Regions from separate parts of the Gossypium hirsutum genome. Here region 1 is linked to region 2. Evidence: chromatin contacts called from public Hi-C data. All regions are on one chromosome and are shown on one strand. The core of a region is the stretch at or near the end of the contact, and the rest is flanking DNA. Distances in the headings are between cores, read along the strand shown. Region 1 holds the start of LOC107936183 (E3 ubiquitin-protein ligase DA2L). Region 2 holds the start of LOC107936173 ((S)-2-hydroxy-acid oxidase GLO1).

Evidence for each region. Hi-C and Micro-C count contacts between places; a contact is called where the count stands out from the background.
Region 1: a Hi-C map of leaf shows a contact between it and region 2, with 2.0 times the contacts expected there. The contact joins the promoter of LOC107936183 here to the promoter of LOC107936173 in region 2. A contact is called at or near these places in 2 of 34 Hi-C or Micro-C datasets (both in leaf).

Annotation. Positions count from the first base shown.
Region 1 is chrD01:3,459,053-3,463,901 of Gossypium_hirsutum_v2.1, forward strand. LOC107936183 (E3 ubiquitin-protein ligase DA2L) reads left to right here and starts at 3,589. Exons shown (of 9, transcript XM_016868866.2): 1 at 3,589-4,106; 2 at 4,616-4,849. The coding sequence starts at 4,708.
Region 2 is chrD01:3,326,518-3,331,322 of Gossypium_hirsutum_v2.1, forward strand. It overlaps LOC107936173 ((S)-2-hydroxy-acid oxidase GLO1), which reads left to right and starts at 1,853. Exons shown (of 12, transcript XM_016868849.2): 1 at 1,853-2,219; 2 at 3,396-3,564; 3 at 3,652-3,776; 4 at 3,861-3,907; 5 at 4,028-4,105; 6 at 4,177-4,301; 7 at 4,400-4,466; 8 at 4,562-4,624; 9 at 4,732-4,801. The coding sequence starts at 3,428.

The DNA.
Region 1 (4,849 bases), core at 2,339-4,838, 130 kb after region 2:
GCCGGCGACCGGTCACCGGTGCGGTGGCCGACGGCTGGACCTTAGGCCGGAAATCGGATTGCCCAAAAGGGCTTGAGAGAGTTTTTGAGTTTCTTTTTTAAGAAAAGTGAAGAAAATGAGAAATCTGAAAAAAAAATTGGTTTTTATAGCGCCTGGAAACGTCGCCGTTTTGGCCGGCTTCATCTGGCCCCAAAACGACGTCGTTTTACCCCATAGCCCGCGCGTCGACCCAACCCAACTCAGGGGATCCGCGTGTTTTCTATCAAGGGGTTATTTGCGCTTCAGGCCCTTCCGCATTTTCTGTCTGTTTCAATTTGGACCATTTGTTTTTTTCTCCTCTTTTAATTCGGACCAAGGATTTATCCCCTTTTTAAATTTAGTCCTCAATTCGATTGGACGCCTGAGGAAGGGACGCGTGGCCTAAAATCGGGTTTATTACCCGTTTGGCCCTCCGCCTTTTCGCGCCTTTCTATTTTGGTCCTTCTTTGTTTATTTTATTCTAGTTTTGTCCTTTAAATTGTGTTTTATTCTGAATTAGCCCTTTTCTGTGTTATTTTTATTTTCCTATTAATTAATCTACTTATTACTATGCTTGTATTTTCCCTTTTATATTTATTCATTATTATATTATTATATCAGCTTTGCGTTATTGTTATTTTTTTATCTAAATATAAAATATGTTTGTTTTATTATATGTTATCATTATATAATTGTTTATATCTTTCATGTTCATTTTTAACGATTTATTATTATTATTAATTATTCATTTATATCTTTTGACATACATATATTAGTTTTTTTTATGTTATCATTATTATTGTTTTTATTTGTTGCTATTTTGTTTGTACGTTCATTATTATTTTAAAAAATGTTTTAGCCTTATTCGTCTATTTACATGTTATTGTGTGTAATCCGTTTGTTTTTTTATGGTTGATTGTTCATATCATCATATTCATTATTTTCGTTTACTAATGTGACATTTACGCGTATATCGAGTTTAGCATTACATCAATTTTACCTAAATTTTTTAAAAGGGAAAATTTTTGAAAATAAGAACGATACTCGGCATTTGAGATTTTCGAAAGGATCGAGCCCTAACGTATTGGGTTCCGATTTCTTTCGTTGAGTCTAAATTGTCGAGAATGTTCTTTTAATCGAAAAACATGAATAAAAGCTCATTATCGGGAATTCAATATGTTGTGTCCTAACGCATTGGATGTGACATGTTGTTTTTTCGAGATGATGATTTTCTTAAAAATAACCGAGGCAATATTCAATGTTCATAATGTTGAGAAATTGTGCCCTAACGTATTAGGTTGCGATTTCCTCATTTGACTTGAACGATTGAATATCTTTTTTTAAATTTTTATAGTAGGAGTTTTTTTATATGCAACCTATTTTATACAAGTCATTTCAAAACAAAGGATCGTATTTTACATTTCTTTAAATTTTCCAAATTTCGACATTAAGACATTAAGTAATCAACTAGGTACCAATTTTGGGCGTATCGAGGGTGCTAATCCTTCCTCGTGCGTAACCGACTCCCGAACCCGTTTTTTTGAATTTCGTGGACCAAACTTATTGTTTTAATAAAATCAAACCGTTTATTAAAAACAACCATTTTTCGAGGTGATCCAATCACACCTCATAAAAAAAGATTGGTGGCGACTCCCGTTTCATTTTTCAAAACCCAAGTCGACCCCATTTTCCATCCAAAAAATGGCGTCAACAGTTTTATCTTACCTTTTTGTGATTAGTTTTGATAAAAAAATTATATAAAAACATTAAAAATTATGATATATCAGATGGATTCAGAATCAGATATATCATATATTTTGAAGTTTATGGCCGATACAATTATAATTAAATGCTTCCATTTAATTGGGGCGAAGTGGGGCGGAGCAAAAAACAGCCCATGGTGCTGTGGCACTCCTTTGTTGGGTTTGATTCTTTCTTTGCTTTGTTTAATGAGTTGGGAATTGTTGGTTCTTATTCTACAAAATTTGATTGATTCTTTTAGGTGTGCATACCTTTTTTGATGTCTGGTCAATAGCAAACCACATCACAATATCATACTAATGCAATTCATGGTCCACCCAGAATTTTTCTATTTAAAAGTTTATTATTATACTTTATATTAATGCAAATCACATCACAATATCATACTAATGTTGAAAGCGAGCACAATATTGTCAAATTAAAATAGCAAAATTAGAATAAACTTAAATACGAAAGCGATAAGATTAAATACTGTTATGATACTGTAACGTGAGATAAAAAGAAAGTTAAACTCACTACAATAATAATAAATGTTTATCCAAAGAAGCTCTTAGTTAGTATTTGAGTAATGGGTTTAGTACCTGGATAATGGGCTATGGGTTTGTGTTGATATTTGAGTAATGGGCTTTAGGGCATTTTTATCATAATGAGGTAATGGATTTGGGATAAATATTATTTTTATAATTTCTTATGAAGATTTCAATGCAATAAAAATAATGGTTACATGGTGGTCTAGAGGTCGAAAAAGATAATAATACACCTAAAGAGAAACGAGTCATCAGAGACTCGTACATGAGTTATAACAAGCTTAGCACAAGCCCCATCATGGGGGAGACCATAAATATCATAAGCCAACCAAAAAAAGGGAGGGGGGGGGGAAGGCAGGAACAATGAAGGCAATGAGTGGCGTCAGAATGGTGTAGGTGGAGAGACAAGGGGAAAGAGACAGTATCAATGGTAGAAGGAGGGAAAAATGATAGGGAAAGGGAAGAGACTGAGAGAAAAAAAAGGGAGGAGAAAGGAAGGAGGGAGTAGCCACTAGCCAGCTCGAAAGTTGGTGTCGCGGGCAGAGAAAAAAGGAAAGGGGAGCGATTAAGGGTTTTGGCATGAGAAGGAAAATGAAAAAGAGAGACAACATTGGGGTAATATTAAATATATAATAATTAAATATAAATACAATGTTAAATTTTATTTATCCATAATTGGGACTAGGCTCAAACATCAATTGTTTTTCGATACTTTTTCAAAATTTATAATTAACCTTTGCAGTTTACTTATGAGACATTGACTCCTTGTATTTTTTATTTAAGAATCTAAGACGAGAATCGTTGATGTGGTATTACTTATAAAAAATATAAAATAATTTTTTTAGCTCTCAACATTTACAATTTTTGTTAATTTGATCATTACATACAAAATTTAAAAATACAATTTTTTAAACAAGCTTAATTTTACCCAAACTCATTTTTTAGACATAATATTTTACTTAAGGCCCCAAACCATTCCAAAATTTGGGAAGCCCTTAAGCTTGGGAAGATAACTTAAGCATCGAATAATACTATCCATAATCCTTTAAATTCTTAAAAGGGAGGGTTAATATGAAGGTTTTTAAAATATGATAAAGGGTTGAATTGGTTAATTTGTAGGATTCCATTAAATAAATCATTAAAGTTTCATAAAAAATAAAAAACTGATTCAACCAATCGATCTATTTTTATCCTGATTTAATTAGTCTGTATCAATTCATGAGTCAACTCCAAATCGAACCCCACCAATTCATGATCTTGTCTAACTCAAACATCTATAAATAAGATACTCGAGTTTTGTTGTTCTAATAACTACAACAAGAATGACAGGGATTAAATTAAGTTTGATGTAATGAAATTGAGGAGCGGACCTCTCCCGCAAGAAAAGAATAGTTGGTGAAGTATAAGGATATATGAATAAGATTGATTCTTGTTCTTCTGTATTACTCCGCCCCCTTTCCTCATAATCCCTTTCTTCCCATGTTACTCTTCTTCTCTGTTTCTTTTAATTAATTATTTTTCATCGTTTTGCATTATCTTCTAAATTTAATTTCACGTCAAAAACAATACCTTTTTTTTTAAACAATTAATTAATATTTTTATTGTTAAAAAGAAATTATTATGAAAAAGACCACTAAGAATATATAGAGAAAGAAAATGACAATCTTTCTCTTTTTGTATGAGAAAAATTCCTGATTTAATTTTTCATTAGCATTGGAGAATCTCTCGTTATTCTCTCTTTCTTTCCTTTTTTTTTAGTCTCTAATTTCTATTCACGGACTCCATTTTCTGGATTTGAAGGTCAGTTTCGCTCATCTCTCGATTAATTTAGTAAAGTTTGTCTCTTTTTTTCTTCGATATTTATTTATTTTTTTGGTTTGCTTTGTATAATTTTTCCTTATTGAAATTATCTGTTTCCCGAAATGGGTTTATTTTGAAGTTTTAGTCTTATTATTATTATTGTTGTTATTTTGGGGAGTATGTCAATGTTTCTGAAATGAATACGCTGTGGCTAGTTCATTTTGTGAGAACTGAACTTGTTAAGTTAATTTCTTTTAGTAATCCAATAATTAGGGTTCTCTCCCTTAGTGAATTCACATTTTGGAATCATTTTTTTTAGAAATTATTAATTTGTTTCTATGTTTAATTTTTAAGTATTATTTAGCTGCATTTGCAGGATCCTTTGTGGCATAATATTAAGTAGTGAACTGTTATCAATTTTGATTATTTGTTCATAAAGTGTTTGATATTTTGAGCGTACCAAATAATCAAAACAAAAATGTGTTGTTATTTGGTTGGCTTTGGTTCAGGAGAATTTTAAGAGTAAATCTAATAATAATAAGTAAAAGGAGAAGAAGGGAAGAGAACAATTTTTGGAACACGAATTATATATATATTATTGATGGGCAATAAATTGGGAAGGAAGAGGCAAGTGGTGGACGAGAGGTATACACGGCCGCAAGGGTTGGATATTGATATAGATGTAGATATTAAGAAGCTGAGAAAGCTGATACTTGATTCAAAGCTCGCTCCGTGTTATCCTG
Region 2 (4,805 bases), core at 603-3,102:
GGAATCGGTGATGTGTAAGAAAATATGAGAAGTACTTATTATATAAATTTAAATACAAATTATGTTAATGCAAAATTTACCTTCCAATTATAATATTAATTGCAACTTAAAAAATAATTGGCAGTTGATTAAAATTTGTCTTATTTTGATTAGCACAATTTCAATCAAATGAGTACAATCTTATTTTGATGGCCTGTGTGGTTTATCAGCGGCGTATTTTTAAAGGCAAACAAACAAAATCAAGAAAAAGGAGAATCAAATTGAAGACTTGAAGAATTGATGATTGATTTCTTGCGGATTAAGTTTAGTTACTTGTGAATAGACGACATATTAGTCTTTTAATCGGTTTGTTCATTTTCAACTAGACTAATGACATGTTTAAGTTCATCTACTGATACAAGTTGTCTTTCCGTATTATGATCTGACCACGTAATACCACTTAGTATTAGTTAAACGTTAAATAACTATTGAGCCAATGTTTACTTTTATTTTGGTTTGCGTGGAAAAACTATTGAGAATGATATACATAGGGTATTATTGTAATTAATAGATATTATTAAACCAATTTGTTCGAAAAATGCAAGTGAACATAGAAGAAAATACTACACTTAAGGCATCAGATCCAATAGCCTAGAGGGAGGATGATCTAGATTTTGTACAACAGTAAGGTCAATAAATTGGTGAGAGTTAGATCAATGCTAGGACCTAAATCATTAGTTATAATATGAGAAAGATAGTGGATCATTATTCTGGGTACGGCCTTACAAACTTAGACTAAGGTCGAACTGTGTAAACAATCTCAGTATTCATCTTTATGTTTTCATACTTTTGATTTCGTGATTGAAATCATGGCTACAGTTTCAAGTGCTATTTTTGCAAGTACCCCACGTTTCTTCACAAAACATTGTAAGTAAACTAAATTAAGTCAATTGGTTTACATTTAAGCTTTCGGAGAGAGTTTTAGAAGGAAAAATATCTAGTTTGAGTATAGAAATAAGATTACTACCTAGTGAGTGAATAAGACTTAAATTACAATTTATACTTTTTTTTAGCACTTTATTAAGTCTCTAGACAATACCACGTGATTGTAAGAAGTTTTCCACATGCTTGAACAAATCTTGGTTTCCATCTCTATTTTTCTTACGATAGTTACAATTTAACATACAAAAAATCAACAATCTTTCAAATTACATTAATAGTAATATTTTATTTTTATACAAATTTTAAACTATTGATAACCCCCAATTAATAAAGCATAGGATAAATTTAAACCCATATCATTTAAGATGCCGCTATAGTAATAATTTCAACTTAATTAAAATTTAGTTGATAATATTTTACTTTTTATTGAACACTAAAGGAGCCCCAAAGTAGTCCACACTCATTCAAGCCTAATTTAAATTATAATTTCACTCCATTCATATGTAGGTTTATATACCTATTAGGTCCTCTTAATTTAAATTTTGAATAAATTAATCATTCCAAAAAAAAAAAAAGGAATGTGAGAAAAACGTTTGGCATATGTGGTTCTTATAAAAAACTTAAATTTCTTTTTTCTTTTTATTACCACTTAGGATAACTTTAATGAAAATCATTAGTACCAATATTAACTATTTTTATTTGCTCAGTTTCAAAATTGACATGAATTAAATTATTTTTAATTTTTTGAGAGGGACCAATTCACTTAATTTTAAAATTAGAAAGGACCCAAGTGTTGTTTTTACCAAAAATGTAGCATTCATTCATATCTCATATCCATAGAGAGAGTGAGGTGGGGAGAGCCAGAACCACTGTTGTCACTTTCACATGTCACAGAATTTTTAAATATATTATATACCTTATTCATTGTTCTAATTTTCCCTTATCCATTTATTCTTTTTATTTATTTATTTTGGGTTGAGAAATGATAATATAGGAAAAGAACCACTGTGAAACACACAAAGGATAAGTGGATGAGAGTTCCCCAATACCCCAAAATAGGATTTGGTCTCAATTTCTCACCTCCAAATGCTCATCCACTTAAACTTGTGATTTCCATATAATATAATATAAATATATATTCTTACATGTTTTAATATGTATCCCTTTTTTTTTAAATATAAAACCTTTTTTTTTAAATATTTTTCATTGCCAATCAGTCCCTTATTAATAAGTAGAGTATTTCCACAACTGGTTTAATTCCCTTCATGCACTGTGCTCCATAGTCTTGGAACCCAAGGGTATGCCTTTTCTCTACCTTATTTCATTGTCTTTTGGCCATGTTGGTTTAGACGGTAGACTAAAATATATACACTTTCTATGATTCTGCTGCATTAATATTCAATTTTACACTACATTTCCCCCATGTTTATGTTTTGCTATGTTAGCTAAATTCAAGTTTAAGTCTCTGATATTGGTGTGTTTGACATATAAACTTTATCCCAAGTTCTTTTCATAGGTTGGGATGATAATTTTTTCTATATTCATATTCGAATATTTATTGAATATAAATATTTTAGAATAAATGAAAAATCCATGTAACATAAGTGTTTTTGGCTCAGCAGAATATCATGTAGTTTGTGTTTATGTTTTTCTATTGAATATTTTGAGGTTAAATATCCCTTTTTTTTCTTATTGTTTTTATCTCGATTTATGTTATTTAAATTCAAGTTATATATTTGAAGAATTCTATAATATATTCATATTTGAATATGTATGAAATATAAATATTGAATGCACATACTTAGAGAAAAAATTAGAAGTTGAAGATAATTTTTATGTTAAATATATGGAGTTAAAAGCGATAATCATTAACTCCAAAAAAAAATTTATGAATCATAAAACTATTGAAAAAATGATGGTAAACATCTCACAAAGTCAGATTTCTTAATTTCAAAGGTTAAAGTCTCATTTACTTTAATTCATTTTGTATCTTATATATATTACCCCATAAATTTCAGTGAAAATTTATTCTAGTATGACTCAAAAGAGTTTCTATTTTTGATAATTTAAAGGAATTTTTAAATTTATTAAAACATCTAAATACATAGAAAATTTTAAAATATATATTATTCACAATCTATGGAACGTAGGTTTAATTAGTTTCATCTCATCTCTTTAGTTTTTTTTTTTTTTGCATGTATTTGAAACTTTGATGTAATATGGTTTAATTTAGTATTATTTTTGAAAAATATTTTAAAATTATTAAAAGAACACTTTTAAAATTTTTGATTTAATTATTTAAATGTTTATGTCAAGTTAAAAATAAGTTTTCAAAAGATAAAAGGTATATAATGAGTGCTAAATCATAGTCTAGGTCTTGAAGCCCAACATTTGATTCAACTATTGTCCGTACCATTTAGTCTGGTTACATTGTTTTGGTCCCTAATCCTTACTGGTATCATATGTTTTTTCAGACAGAAGACTCTTTTAACATTTCACCGCAAAGATGGAGATAACAAATGTGAGCGAGTATCAAGAAATTGCGAAGCAAAAGTTGCCAAAGATGGTGTATGACTACTACGCATCTGGTGCTGAGGACCAATGGACATTGCAAGAGAATAGATTTGCTTTCACTAAGATACTGTGAGCTTTTTTTTCAAAACAAGACCAGATTGTTCCTTTATTGCTAAATGTTTATGTTTCAATTTGTTGACATTCTTCGTTCTTAAGGTTTCGTCCTCGTATTCTCATCGATGTAAGCAAGATAGACATGACCACAACTGTGTTGGGTTTCAAGATATCAATGCCTATCATGATTGCCCCAACTGCCATGCAAAAAATGGCTCATCCTGAAGGTATGGAATCGGTTTCATTTTGTTATTTAGTTCTTGTTTCATGGAAGCCAATTTGAGTGAGATCCCTTTCAATTTGTGTGACAGGGGAGTATGCAACAGCTAGGGCTGCATCTGCTGCTGGAACTATCATGGTTTGGCTTCTCATTCCCGATTTATTTAACCCCAATCGTCGAATGCTTTTATGCTAAAACCGATCCATAACCGATGACAGTGTTCCAATTCATTTTTAACTTGCTTGCTGATCATTTCAGACATTATCCTCATGGGCAACTTCTAGTGTTGAGGAGGTTGCTTCGACAGGACCCGGCATTCGGTTTTTCCAACTCTATGTAAGTTCAAAAATGCATACATTGGTGTCCTATATTTGTTCATCAACTGATCTTCGATGTCGAATCTCAAGGTATACAAGGACAGGAATGTAGTTGCACAGCTCGTTAGAAGAGCCGAGAGGGCTGGTTTCAAGGCAATTGCCCTTACAGTTGATACTCCGAGACTCGGTCGCAGAGAAGCTGATATCAAGAACAGGTATCATTGTCTCGCAGAGTCTTCGAGGCCGTTAAGCATTCTTCGTAATATGCTCGAGTTACACTCAAAGAGTCTTGTGTTTCAAAATTCCCTTGCAGGTTCACTTTACCACCATTTTTGACATTGAAGAACTTTGAAGGTTTGGACCTTGGCAAGATGGATCAAGTGAGTAGTCCTTTCGAGATTAGTGTTAAAAAATATACTAATGAGATGAGCATTTGTTTCCTAAGATATTTAACTTTTTATTGGGAGCCATGCAGGCTGATGATTCGGGTCTTGCTTCGTACGTTGCCGGACAAATCGATCGTTCCCTTAGCTGGAAGGTACGTATATGCACGAGCCGATCCAGGGATTCTATCGGTTAATTACAATGTTCATGTTATAGTTTTGATTAAACGTGTAATAAATGTACCCTACTGGCTATGCATAGGATGTGAAATGGCTTCAAACAATCACCAAATTGCCAATTCTTGTGAAGGGTGTACTCACGGCTGAAGATAGTAA